Linked DNA regions of Sus scrofa: region 1 is linked to region 2. A link is a contact called in public HiChIP or PLAC-seq data. All regions are on one chromosome and are shown on one strand. Each heading gives the region's core, a stretch centred on a gene start, on an enhancer-like site or on the middle of the called end of the contact. The rest is flanking DNA. Distances are from core to core; before and after follow the strand shown. Region 1 overlaps HIP1 (huntingtin-interacting protein 1). Region 2 has its middle 17 kb from the start of HIP1.

What was found. HiChIP or PLAC-seq counts read pairs in DNA pulled down with a chosen protein or histone mark.
Region 1: an H3K27ac HiChIP or PLAC-seq map of alveolar macrophages shows a contact between it and region 2. The contact joins two enhancer-like sites. A contact is called at or near these places in 17 of 47 Hi-C or Micro-C datasets (alveolar macrophages, brain, embryonic fibroblasts and 11 more) and 2 of 2 datasets of contacts at active chromatin or transcription factors (alveolar macrophages and skeletal muscle).

What each region holds. Positions count from the first base shown.
Region 1 is chr3:10,479,882-10,486,707 of Sscrofa11.1, reverse strand. All of the region lies in intron 1 of HIP1 (huntingtin-interacting protein 1), which reads right to left. Among named protein-coding and RNA genes, the nearest start is that of HIP1, 67 kb to the right of the region's middle. Within about 2 kb of position 4,992, at least 6 of the 83 cell types and tissues checked have an H3K27ac peak or open chromatin away from gene starts, as enhancers often do. A contact at or near this core is called in alveolar macrophages, where this site is marked.
Region 2 is chr3:10,395,752-10,402,456 of Sscrofa11.1, reverse strand. No RefSeq gene overlaps it. Among named protein-coding and RNA genes, the nearest start is that of HIP1, 17 kb to the left of the region's middle. Within about 2 kb of position 4,681, at least 3 of the 83 cell types and tissues checked have an H3K27ac peak or open chromatin away from gene starts, as enhancers often do. A contact at or near this core is called in alveolar macrophages, where this site is marked.

The sequences.
Region 1 (6,826 bases), core at 3,743-6,242, 84 kb before region 2:
GGGAGGCGCGGCCCCGCGCTGCGGAGCCCCCGGGGGCCGGGGAATCCCGAAGGCAGCTGGAGGCGCCGGGGCCGCCGCGGCGGTGGTGGCGGTGGCGGTGGCGGCGATGCGGGGGCGCCGGGCGGGGTGGGATCAATGGACGGATTCCCGGGGCCAGAGCCCGCGGCCCGAGCGCGCGGCGAGGGTGTGATTTGAATAACAAAAGGTCGCTTCTCCCCGAGGCCCGGCGGCCGGGATCGCTGAGCCCGCAGCGAGGCCGCCGGCCGCCAGGAAGTGTCAGTGTGAGTGTGTGTGCGCGCGTGTGCGTGCGTTTTGGTGGTGGGATCGGTGGGACTCAGGAAGTGAGCGGGGGAGGCGGCTGAAAAGGGGGGAGGGCTGGGGGCGCAGCGAGCCGACATTCCAGTGGGGGCAGGGGGTCCGCGCGGCCCCTCCCCACTTGGCTGCCCTGGACAAAGGCGGAATTCAGAGCCAGCGGTTAGCCTCCTGCGGCTAATCCGGAGGGGACGCCCAGATGAGTCTGGGGTCTGCCAACAAATGGAATAGAAGGAAGTGGTACAGGTAACTCCAGAAGGCCCCGAGGCCCCCCGCAAGTGAGCCAGTGCCAGCCCTGCCTACAATGCGAGAAACTGGCTTCTAGATGATGTCTGCTCTGAGCTGGATAAAGCTCCTTTCTCTCAAGCCAGAATCCCTGACTCAATGCCTAGTCTGCCCAATAGAAACGGGAAACTCCTCTCTGCAAGGGGATGCGGCTGGGGGCAGAAAAGGGCTCCTGGCAAATGCTCTTTTGGGGCAGAGCCTCCAGTAAAAGGCTGGAGGTTTCAACACAGGCTGCCTCACATCTTCCGTGAGCACGAAGGTTTTCCGCATAGACAGGTCAGCACGAACCTAAGTCCACTTACACCAACCCTGCTTTAGAGAGTAAGGAAACTGAGGCCCAGAGAAGGGGAGTGATCTGCCCCAGGTCACACACCTGGCAGGGAACCGGCATAGTAGAAACCTCGCCAAGGACAGTGCAGCCCAAGTCCCAAAGAGCTTCCCATGCTGCCCCTGGGCGTCCAGCTTCTACAATACTTTTTTTAAAAATTATTTTTTAAAATTTTATTATAGTTGATTTACAATGTTGTGTTAATTTCTCCTGCACAGCAAAGCGACTGTTATACATTACTCTTTTCCATTATGGTTTATCACACGATACTGAGTAGAGTTCCCTGTGCTACAGTATGATCTTGTTTTTATGCCTTCCGTGTATGCTAGTTTGCATCTGTTCATCCCAAATTCCCAACCCTTCCCTCCTCCACCCCCCTGCCCCCCTTGGCAACCAGAATCTCTTCTGCGTGTCTGTGAGTCTGTTTCTGTTTTGTAGATAAGTTCATTTGTGTCATATTTTAGATTCCATATATATCATATTTGTCTATCTTTCTGACTTACTTAGTATGGTAATCTATAGTTGCATCCATGTTGCTGCAAATGACATTATTTCATTCTTTTTTCATGGCTGAGTAGTATTCTATTGTATATATGTACCACATCTTTATCTACTCATCTGTCGATGGACAGACAGGTTATTTCCATGTCTTGGCTACTGTAAATAGTGCTTCTATGAACATGTATCTTTTTGAATTATAGTTTTGTCTGGATATATGCCCAGGAGTGGAACTGCTGGATCCTATAGTAACTCTATTTTTAGTTTTCTGAGGAATCTCCATACTGTTTTCCATAGTGGCTGCACCAATTTACATTCCCACCAACACTGGAGGAGGGTTCCCACCCACTCCACACTCTCTCCAGCATAAAATCCTTTCTAATGAACAGGTGACAGGACCCATCCACAGCCCTGACCCTCTGCCCCACACCAAGTGGCTGAGGAAGCCACACTGGTAAGTCCCTGTCCACTGTTGGGCTGACTAGGAGAGCCCTCTCCCCGTCAAATCTGAGTGCTCGGTCTATGACATAGGGGTTGTTTCTCTGCCTGCCTTCTAGAGGGATGTGAGAGCACCGTGATTGAAGAGATGACAGAAATAAGATGCAAAAGCAGAAGTAAGTACAGGAGGGTCAGGGGCTTTTGTCGTGGTGGTTACTCTTATTTCCCAGCTCCAGCTGGGATTCCTCAGCTGCAGGAAAAGACTCTGTAGGCCCAGGTCTCTCTGTCTGGACTGCAGACCTGCACACTGACTTTCCCGCCCAGCCATGCTCCAGCCAGGAAAGTCAGGAGGGCTGCCCTGGTTGGTTCCAGCCTTCTGGGCTCCCATAGACCTTTCTACTGACCCATGTCCACAGGAGTGAACCCGAACGAGGTGCCAGGCAGGAGGGAAGCATGCCATCTCTTCCTTATCCTCCAACATAGACACCCAAGGGAGAGCAGGGCCAGGGGAACCAGCAGGAGTCACCCAATGCAGAAGTGAGTTTTGATTATCTGCTGCTTGATTAAATGTATGGCTGTCTTTTCTTTTCTTTTCTTTTAAAAAGGATAGATTTTTATATTTAAAAAAAAAGATGGGAGTTCCTGTCATGGCTCAATGGAAATAAATCTGACTAGCATCCATGAGGACGCATGTTCGATCCCTGGCCTCCCTCAGTGGGTTAAGGATCCAGCATTGCCATGAACTGTGGTGTAGGTCGCAGATGCAGCTCAGATCCTGCATTGCTGTGGCTGTGGCGTAGGCCAGCAGCTACAGCTCTGATTCAACTGCTAGCCTGGGAACGTCCATGTGCTGTGAGTGTGGCCTTAAAAAGACAAATTAAATTTAAAAATAAATAAATAAATAAATAATATGATGGAGGAGTTCCTTTTGTGGCTCAGCAGTTGATGAACCTGACTAGGATCCATGAGGATGCGGATTTGATCCCTGGCCTCGATCAGTGGATTAAGGATCTGTCATTGCCATGAGCTGTGATATAGGTCACAGACATGGCTTAGATCTGGCATTGCTGTGGTTATGACATAGGCCAGTGGCTGTAGCTCCAATTTGACCCCTGGCTTGGGAACCTCCATATGCTGCAGGTGCAGCCCTAAAAAGCAAAAAGATAGGATGGACCCTTATGTCTGGAGTTGATCAAGGTCTCCTGATAGATCCTGGCATCTTAGCTGGCAGAGCCCATTTTTCTCATTGCTAAAATGGGGATAGTGACACCTGTTTCACACACAGGTGGTAAGGGTCAAATGAAAGACCTTTCCTAACCCTTATCTGTAGTAGGCTGAATGATGCCCCCACCCATGATATCAGGTCCCCACCCTGGAACCTGTAATTACCACCTTTACATGGCAGAGACTGCACATGTGATTAAGCCAAGGATTCAGAGATGGGAAGATTGTGGATTATTTGAGGAGACCTCTGATGCAGCCTCCCGCATCCTTGTAAGAGGGAGATTTGACACACAGAAGAGACACATTCGAGTGATGTGGCCACAAGCTAAGAAATGCCGCTGGCCAAGCTCCAACCTGCAAGGACCAGACTCTCTCCTAGGACCTGTGGAAGGAGGGGGCCCCATCAACACCTTGATTTTGCCCCAGTGATACTCATTTCAGACTTCTGGCCTCTAGAACTGTCAGGGAATCAATTTCTGTTGTTTCAACCACCAAGTTGATGAAATTTGTTACAGCAGACAAAGGAAATTAACATACTGCACAGAAGTCAGTGAGGGCTAGGATCAAGCTCCAGACAGGTGCCTGCCTCTGGGCTGCCCTCTCTGTTGGGACTTCTTTGCCAGGGAGCTGCTCTTGTGATGGCAGGAGAGAGACCAGCAGGAGCCAGGAGTAGATCTGTTCCTCTCCTGCTCCATTTAGGGGGGAGCGCCCCGGCAAATAAGCAAATACCTATATGCAAGCATGTGTGTGCAAGGATGCACATGTGCACACGACATACAAACCCAGGGAAGGAGCAAACAGCTTCTAAAAAGAGCTTGACTTCTCTGCCCTGGCAAACCCATCAGCTGCTAGGCCTGCCCAGCACCCCAACCTCTTTGGGTGCCTGGCTTTCCTGCCACTCCTCTTGGAGGACAGGTTCAGGTTTTGAGAAAAAGTGAAAAGAAGGGGCCTTCGCATGCCCCATTCCACAGTGGTCGTGCCACGAGGCATCCCGGGGCCTTGGGCCATTAAGGAAAGACATTCCTAGTCCTGCTGCTGCAGAGAGAAGCAATTTGAAATGTGTGTGAAATGCAGCACAGGCTGGGGGAGCCTCTTTGGAATTGGACAAAAAGACAAACAGTGGGTAAATGAGAAGCGGTGGTCCTCAGGCTGCTCCTCTGTCCTTTCTTCATCGGCTCCAGGCCACTGTGTTCCACTGTTTACCGACATCTCCACTGGGGCGTTTCCGTCTCACCTCAAACGCAAGAAGTCCAAAGATAAAAGTTTCTTTTCCCTCTGCTTTCGCAATCTGCTCCTTCTCCTGTTTTCTGTCTCAACTAATGGTTCCACATCCACTGAGTTCATCAAGCTAGAAACATCAAAGTCAGTCTTAATTCCTCCACTGATACCCCCCACTCTCACCCCATCTCATCAGGAACTGTGTCCACGTAACTCTTTCCTGCAAATAGTTGCCAGTCTATGTCTGCCCTCCCAGTACCAACTGCTCCTGTGCTGGATAAGACCTTCACCCACAGCCTCCTCTCTGGCCTCCCTGCCTCCAGTCTCTACCTGTCCAGTTCATCTTCCATATCTCTAGCTGGGAGTCCCTGCTGGCCGACTCCAAACGGAAACAAAGCAAAACAAAGAACCCTTCCACGGTCCTGGCCCTCAAGGTCCTCAGGAATCTGGCCTCATCTCCCTCCCTCATTCTAGTTACTTCCTCCTATCCTTTCCTGCCCACCCCATCCATGAGGTCCCAGCCCATCTCAGGATGCTCCTGGAATACCCTTCCTACTTCCTCGGCGTGGAAGGTTCTTTCTCACCTTTCAGGACCTATCTCAATTGTCACCTTCCAACTGAAGCCATTCCTGACCCATCCAGACATAGCGGGTCACTCAGAGTCCCTTCCTGCAATGCACAGCCTCTGGGTATAACCTGAATCAACCTTCAGATGGCGACAGTCCTTGCCCTGGGTTCTCCCTGCTCACCTGTAAGATTCCTTTGGCGGCTTTGCATTCTGATTGCCTGCCCCAAACTTACTTACCTGCCCTGGGCCTCTCTTCAACTCAAATTCCATACCCTCAGCACTGCTTCCACCTTTAATTTCGACGAAGCAGCACTGAATGGGCTCAGGAGGCCTGTAGGGAAGGTGCAGAGGATGTGTCCTGGTGGAGGGTGACACCTACTGGAGGATTGTGATTCTGCAGCCTAGCCCTACAAATGCCACCCTGAAGATCCTGCTGGACAGGCTCAGGGCTGGGCCGTCCAGAGGCATGAGATTCCATCAACTCCCAGTAATGAGGTTTAAACCAAGCAAGATTCCCTACAAAAGGGTCTTAGGTAATGGATGTTTCTATGCTCCCTGTTACCACTAAAAATAGGCATATGCAGAGGACAGTAAAGTTTATAAAATGGTTTCTGTCCATAACCTCATTCAACTCAGGTGAGGCAGATAACAAACAGGTATTATTATTATTGCAACATCTGTCTTGCAAGTGAGGTGTTTATAGAAGAAAGAAATCTGGAAAAGGCACTGAGATGTGGATTTTTTTGTCTTTTTGCCTTTTATGGGGCTGCTCCTACAGCATATGGAGATTCCCAGGCTAGGGGTCTAATTGGAGCTGTAGCCGCCGGCCTACACCAGAGCCACAGCAACGCGGGATCCAAGCCAAGTCTGTGACCTACACCACAGCTCACGGCAACGCCGGATCCTTAACCCACTGAGCAAGGCCGGGGATCGAACCCGCAACCTCATGGTTCCTAGTCGGATTTGTTAACCACTGAGCCACGACGGGAACTCTGAGAGGTCCAAAGTTCTTTAGCTTTGCCTAACTTTTTTTTTTAATTTTTCTATTTGTTTATTTGTTTGTTTTCTTCTTATGGCTGCACCTGTGGCAAATGGAAGTTCCTGGACGAGGAGCTGAATTGGAGCTGCAGCTGCCAGCCTATGCCACAGCCACAGCAATGCCGGATCCAAGCCACATCTGCGACCTATGCCCAAGCTTGAGGCAACACTGGATCCTTAACTCACCGATCAAGGCCAGGGATCAAACTTGCATCCTTATGGACACCATGTCCGATTCTTAACCCACTGAGCCCCATAACAGGAACTCCTGTTTTAATATTTCATAAGGAGAATATAATGAAGTGTTTTTACTGGCACAGTAATGGCGGCTGTCAAAGAGGAAGGAAAATGTAAGCTCTGCAGCGAGGCAGACCTCGAGATGAAATCTGGCTGCATTACTTTCTAAATATGGGCAAGTTCCTTAACTTTGCTCAATCTTAGTTTTCTTCCCTGAAAAGTAAGGCTAATAAATACTCTACCTCCCAGGGCCGATGTAAAAGGCAGGCAAACCAATGCATATAAAGCACACAGCACAGCCAGCGCTGGCCCCAGGCTTGGTGTGGCATGCTCATCTCCCCTTTTACTTTGGTGGCTAGTTCTTGAAAAGGTCTAGATAATTTTTTTCTTAAAAAGCTTAATTCAGGGAGTTCCCATTGCGGCTCAGTGATTAACGAACCCAACTAGGAACCATGAGGTTTCGGGTTGGATCCCTGCCCTTGCTCAGTGGGTTAAGGATCTGGTGTTGCCATGAGCTGTGGTGTAGGTCGCTGACGTGGCTCAGATCCTGTGTTGTTGTGCTGTGGCTCTAGCTCCGATTCGACCCCTCGCCTGGGAACCTCCATATGCTGCAGGTACGGCCTTCAAGAGACAAATAGACCAAAAAAAAAAAAAAAAAAAAAAAAGCTTAATTCTTAAGA
Region 2 (6,705 bases), core at 3,432-5,931:
GTACATTCACCATGTCATGCTGCCGCCACCACCACAACCCATTTCCAGAACCTTTCCGTCAAGCCTCACAGAAACTCTGAACCCACTAAATAGTAGCTCTCTGTTTCCTCCTGGTCCCCGGTAACCTCTATTCTACTTTCCGTCTCTATGAATTTGCCTCTTCTTGGTAGCTTATATAAGTGGAATCATGCAACATTTAACTTTTTTTTTTTTTTTTTTTTTTTTTTTTTCCATTTCTTGGGCCACTCCCGTGGCATATGGAGGTTCCCAGGCTAAGGGTCCAATCGGAGCTATATTCCTACATCACAGCCACTGCAACACCAGATCCAAGCCGAATCTGCGACCTACACCACAGCTCACGGCAACGCCGGATCCTTAACCCACTGAGCAAGACCAGGGATCAAACCCACCACCTCATGGTTCCTAGTCGGATTCGTTAACCACTGAGCCACGACGGGAACTCCCAACATTTGACTTTTTGTGCCTGGCTCCTTGTATTTGGCATAATGTTCTCGACGTTCATCCATGTTGTAGCAGGTGTCCTCTGGAAGGCTGAATAATCCCACTGTATGTATATTCCACATTCTGGGTCCCATTCTTTGATTGATAGACATCTGGGTCATTTCCACCTTTTGGCTATTGTGAATAATGTTGTAATGAATATAAGTATGTATAGCCTCAATTCTTCTTCTTTTTTTTTTTTCCTTTTTAGGACCGCACCCGCTGCATATGGAGATTCCCAGGCTAGGGGGAAGCTGCCTATGCCACAGCCACACCAGGATCCTTAACCTGCTGAGCAAGGCCAGGGATTGAACCTGCCTCCTCATGTTTGCTAGTCAGATTGGTTAACCGCTGAGCCACAGGGGGATCTCCGGTAGAGCCTTGCTTTTGATCATGTTCTCCCAGCCTGATCTCCATACAAATGTCAGATGCAATTTCCTAAAATACAGATTTGATCATTTATTTTCCTGCTTAAAATCCACAGAGCGCTCCTTGTCGCTCACACAGTTAAGTCCAGACACTCTGATCCGGCGTTTGAATCTTTTCATAATTCCAGCCCCGGCTTTCAGCTCCCCAGTGGCCTTTCCCTGCTGTGCTACGTGTGTTCTCCAAACACGCCCTGCCCTTTCCAGCTCCTAATGTTTCTGCATGTGCTCTTCTCTGCTTGCCGAGAGCCAGCGTAGACATCAGCCTTCTTCCATCCTGATAGTGAATGAACCGTACCCTCTGCCACATCCTAGTCTTTGCAAACTGTGTGGTAGAAAGTGGGCTCTGAGATCAAATAGAAGGGATCGTAATTCCCACCTCTGCCACTCATTAGCTGGATGACTTGGGGCAAGTTTCTTTTCTTTTTCTTTTTGCTGTTTTAGGGCTGCACCCGAGGCACATGGAGGTTCCCAGGCTAGGGGTCTAAACGGAGCTGTAGCTGCCAGCCTATGCCACAACCACAGCAACGCGGGATCCGAGCCGTGTCTGTGACCTACACCACAGCTCACAGCAAAGCCAGATCCTTAACCCACTAAGCAAGGCCTGGAATCGAACCTGCAACCTCATGGTTCCTAGTTGGATTCATTTCCACTGCACCACAACAGGAACTCCTGGCAAGTTTCTTAACCTCTTTGAACTTCTTTCCTCATCTCTAAAGTGTGTTATTGAAAGATAATTTTCTTTTTCTTTCCTTTTTTTTTTTTTTTTGTCTTTTGTCCTTTTTTAGGGCTGCACTAGTGGCATATGGAGATTCCCAGGCTAGGGGTCAAATCAGAGCTGTAGCTGCCGGCCTACACCACAGCCACAGCCACGCCAGATCCGAGCCGTTTCTGCAACCTACAGCACCGCTCATGGCAATAGTGGATCCTCAACCCACTGAGCGAGACCAGGGATTGAACCTGCCTCCTCGTGGATGCTAGTCAGGTTCGTTACCACTGAGCCACGACGGAAACTCCAGAAAGATAATTTTCATAAAAGAGCAAAATCATGGCTCTATACTCCATTCAGGTATAAAAACGAATACAGGGTAAACATTTATTTACTCATAATGAGAGAACCAGGCAGATGTTATGACAGATTTAAAAGAGAACCTGAGAAACAGACACCTTTATAGATCGGGAGTATTGAAATGAATATGCAAATAGAGGCAAAATGGTTTTCCCTCAAAGAAGAGAGTGCTTAATTGGATTTCTGTTGGGTAGAATCCACATGTCTATCAATTATCTACTCCTTCCAAAGCTGTAAAATTGTTAGAATCAGAATCTGATAGAGCAGCTAGCATGCTATAGATCATACATGGCTTTCTCTACTTGAATCCCCACCAATATTTGTTTTCCTTTTTTTTTTCTGGGCATAAGGAAGACTACTTCCAGGCCCCCTTGTGGTTGACTGAGGTCTTGTAGCTGGATCTGTACAAGGTGTGAGTGGAATGGACAGGTGTCACTCTAGGCCACAGCATTTTATCCTATCCCTGCATCCCCAGAGCATGATCAACCCGGGACCTCTGTTGTTCTGAATCCCTGAGTGACCACATGAGCCAAGCTTTCTGCCTGGCTGTGGATGTGTCGGCTGAATGGGACATAAACTGAGATGTGGGCTTATTTTTTCCGTAGCATAACTTAACTTATTCTGACTGATCTCAAAGGAAGTTGGGACCAAAGCTCTTTATGCAGAGCCCAGCATATAGAGGCCACCCTACCACTGTCCTTTCCTCCCCCCAACATTCGTCTGTAGCACTTAATACATTGCATCATAGTAATATATTACCGAGTCTATATTTCTTGCTGGAACGTGAGTGCCACAGGCAAGAGAGTGTAATTTGTGGCCTCTGTTTTCTTAAATAGCATTTGATCATCTGGTGGTTCATAATAAGTATTTACTCATGGAATAAACCAAGTATCTATTGAACTTGAGCTCTGCCACTTGAGCTAGTTATAAATTTGAGGAGTCTTAGATTATTTTATCTCTAAATTAGAGGAAAAAAATTTCCCGGAGTTCCCTTGTGGCACAGTGGGTCAAGGATCCAGTGTTGTTATTGTGGCTCAGGTTGCTGATGTGGGACGGGTTCGTTCCCTGGTCCGGGAAATTTTGTATGCTGCAAATGCAGCCAAAAAAATTTTTTTTGTTAAATAACGAAATTGTACATAATGAAAAAAAAAATCATGAGATGTGGAAACACTTTATCAGCTTTAAAATTACATGCATATGAGAAGGATTATTATACATTAAAAAAACTAAATTATAAATTAACAGCTCCCAAAGTTGGAGTGACTGAGTTCAAACTAAGACTAAGACTTGAGATTCTGAGACTTAAAGGTCCAGAGCTGAAGGGGTCTCAAGAGCATTGACCACATGGATCTCCAGGGTCCTGATGGGTCTACTCCTTTTTTGACCACATGGAACTGGAGCTGAGTGACTCACGGCTCATGTCAGTGGTGCAGCAGGAAGGGCAAATGTCTTGTAAGATTCCCATCAGCCTGGGAGGAGTCTGAGGGGCCCTAAAGCGCCAGTAGCCGTGGGACAGGGCAAGGACACCAGCCCCTGGCAGTCCCTTAGGGAGCATATGCTACCCAAGCAGCCCAGGAGTTCCCTCAAGGGACCGAGAGATTTGTTTGCTCCCCAATTAGCAAAGAGTAAAGGAGGATTTTTCTGATGTTCTGGTCTGAGGACCAAGATTTTCATTTCTGGTCATGTTGGGTCATGTCACTGTCAGCGGTGTGAGGAACTGGACAAAATCACAGGATTCAGAGAAACTGGGGATAGCCCGTGTTCTGCCACTGACAAAATTGTGACCTTCACCCCACTACCTCATGTCTCTACCTCTGCTTCCTTGAAAATGGGAATCGTTGTCTTCCTCCCCTCACGGGATTGAAGCATACGCTAGATGTGTTTTATACATGATCAAGTCGTAGGTACATACATGTTAGCTATTTTGATAATCCGTATCTCCTGGTACTGCGTAAATGGCATAGTCATTTACTGGCGTGTCAGGTTTCCATAGACTATGAACTCCGAGGAATCAGGGAAAAGTCTTTGTCACTTTTATATACCAGCCGCTGCCCCCATTCTCCTCACCCACTGCCCACAGCACTCGGCAGAGGGTCTAGCACAAGATGGGTGAGAATACATGATTGTTCAATGGCCTAAAAGAAGAAAGGACTGAATGGGAAGAAGCGGGTGCAGTATGGTCAAGGATGTTTATTACTGCTATTGCTTCTCCCTTAAAAAACCCTGCCCACCTTTCTGAACTCAGCCCCAGCATCCTTCATGAAGCCTTGCACAGCTCATTGGCACATGCTGATCTCTCTTTCAGCATGTGCTCCAACCTTCTGATTTTGGAATGAATAAGCTGAGGCCCAAGGAGATTGTATCTCCAGTCAAACACACAGATCCCTTATCTAGTAGGCGGGGTTTAATTGCTCTGTGTGTATTTCATTGCTCCCCTCCCCCGCTCCCCAACCCCAGCCGCTGAACTGTACCCTCTGAAGTTTGAGCTAAGTTTTCCTTTTCTTATATTTTTCCCCTGCTCTCCTCCCCCAGCGCCTGTGTGTGACCCTGGATCTCAGGTAGACCCTCAATAAACACTCATGGAAGGGATTTCTCTGCAAATTGACCTCTCTGGTCAGGAGAGAAGGAACAGGAGTCCTTGAAAGATGGTAGGTGGCTGTTGCCATCTACTGGTATATGTGTAGAACTACAGACAAAAGTCTGTCTTGCTGGTAGACCCATCAACACGGGTTTGGTCTGGCAGGCTTGCATGCCTTGCCCACTTCCTGTATATACGCCCCTGTTACTGAAACCTGGGCAAAGAGTGTCTGGCAACACTCCTGGCATAGTCCACAAGTGATTGCTGAGTCCTTCATTTCTGCAAAGATAGTTAGATTTAACCCCTGACCTCAAGGAGCCTACACTCTGGTAGAGGGCTAAGAGCATCCGCAAATACATCACAATTGTGAACAAATAAGGAACTCATAGAGGAGGAACAAAAGATGCCAGTGTCCTCCAGAGCAGGAGGGGGCTGCTACTGCTTGGGAACCATAGAGGAAATCGCTGAGACCACATGGAAAACAAGACCTTGACATTCTCATCAAATGGGAGAAGCATTTTGCCATTTGGAGTCTGGCAAATGGAATTTTGGCAGGGAGAAACTGGTACTGGGGAGGAGATGCTTTGGTAGAGGGAATAGTGTTTGTGAGCTGGAAGGAAATTGTCACTTAAAGGCCTGAAGTGAGCTAGGGTTTGTCTCACATTATTCAGGAAAGCAGAGTGGCCGGTGTGTTTGGGTGAGTAGGCTGGAAAGGTAGGCAGAAAAGGAAAAAAAGGGACAAAGATTGGCATAATAGATTTTTTTTTTAACGACCAAACTATATGCTGTCTGTCTATAAGAAACTCACTTCAAATATAACCATATAGGTAGGATAAAGGTAGGTAAAGGGATAGAGGAAGTTCCCTTGTAGTGCAGCAGGTTAAGGATCTGGTGTTGCCCCTGCAGCGTCTTGGGTCACTGCTGTGCCACAGGTTTGATCTCTGGCCAGGGAACTTCCATATGCCATGGGCATGGCATGTGGGGAAAAAAAAAGTAAAGGGATCGAAAAAGATAGAGCATGCAAATATTAATCAAAAGAAAGATGATGGGGCTATATTAATATCAGATAAAGTAGACTTCAGGGCAAAATAATTACCAGGGACAGAGAGAGGCATTATATAATAAAAAGGGGTCAACCCACCAAGAAGGCATAGGAATCCTAGATAGCAGAGCTGCAAAATGTACACACCAAACAGCAGAATTGCAAAATATGTGAAGCAAAAACTGGTAGAAATCAAAGGAGAAATAGACAAATCCACAGTTATATTTGGAGAGCTCAACACCCCTCTCTCAACAACGGAGAGAACAACTATACAGAAAATTAGCAAAGAACAGAAGAATTCCACCATACCATCGACCAATAGGATTTAATTGATGTTTATAGAAGACGCCACCCATCAACAGCAGAATATATCCTCCTTTGAAGTGCCTGAGAAACATATATCAAGGGACAATATATTTTCTAATCCATAAAACAAAACTCAAATTGAAAAGAATCGAAATCATACAGTGTGTTCTCTGACCACACTGGAATAAAACTAGAAACCAATAACAGAAAGATAACAGACACTTGGAATAAATCCTCAGAAACTAATAGACTTAAAACAACCCATAGTTCAAAGGGGAAGTCTCAAGGGAAATTTTCAAAATTCATTGAGTTGAATGAAAATGAAACCACAACATATTAAAATGTTTAAGACACAGCTAAAGCAGTGCTAAGAAGGAAACTTATAGCACTAATTGCTGACATTAGCAAAAAGAAAATGTCTCAAATCAATTGTCTAAGCTCCTACCTTAAGATATTAGAAAAATAAAAACAGAATAAACTCAAGGGCAAACAAGAGGGAAGAACCTATAAGAAGAAATCCATGAAGATTGAAAACAGAGAAATAATAGAGAAAATAAATGAAATCAAAAGCTGAGATCAATGCAATTAACAGACCTTTAGCAAGCATAACAATGGAAAAAAGAGAGAGAAATGCAAATCACAAAAATCAGGAATGGAATGCAGGAATCCACATAGATCCTGCAGACTTCCGAAGTAAATAAACCAATAAACATCTAGAATACCTCTACATACAGGAATTCAAAAAGATGAACCAGTTCCTCAAAAATCATAAACTATCCCATCT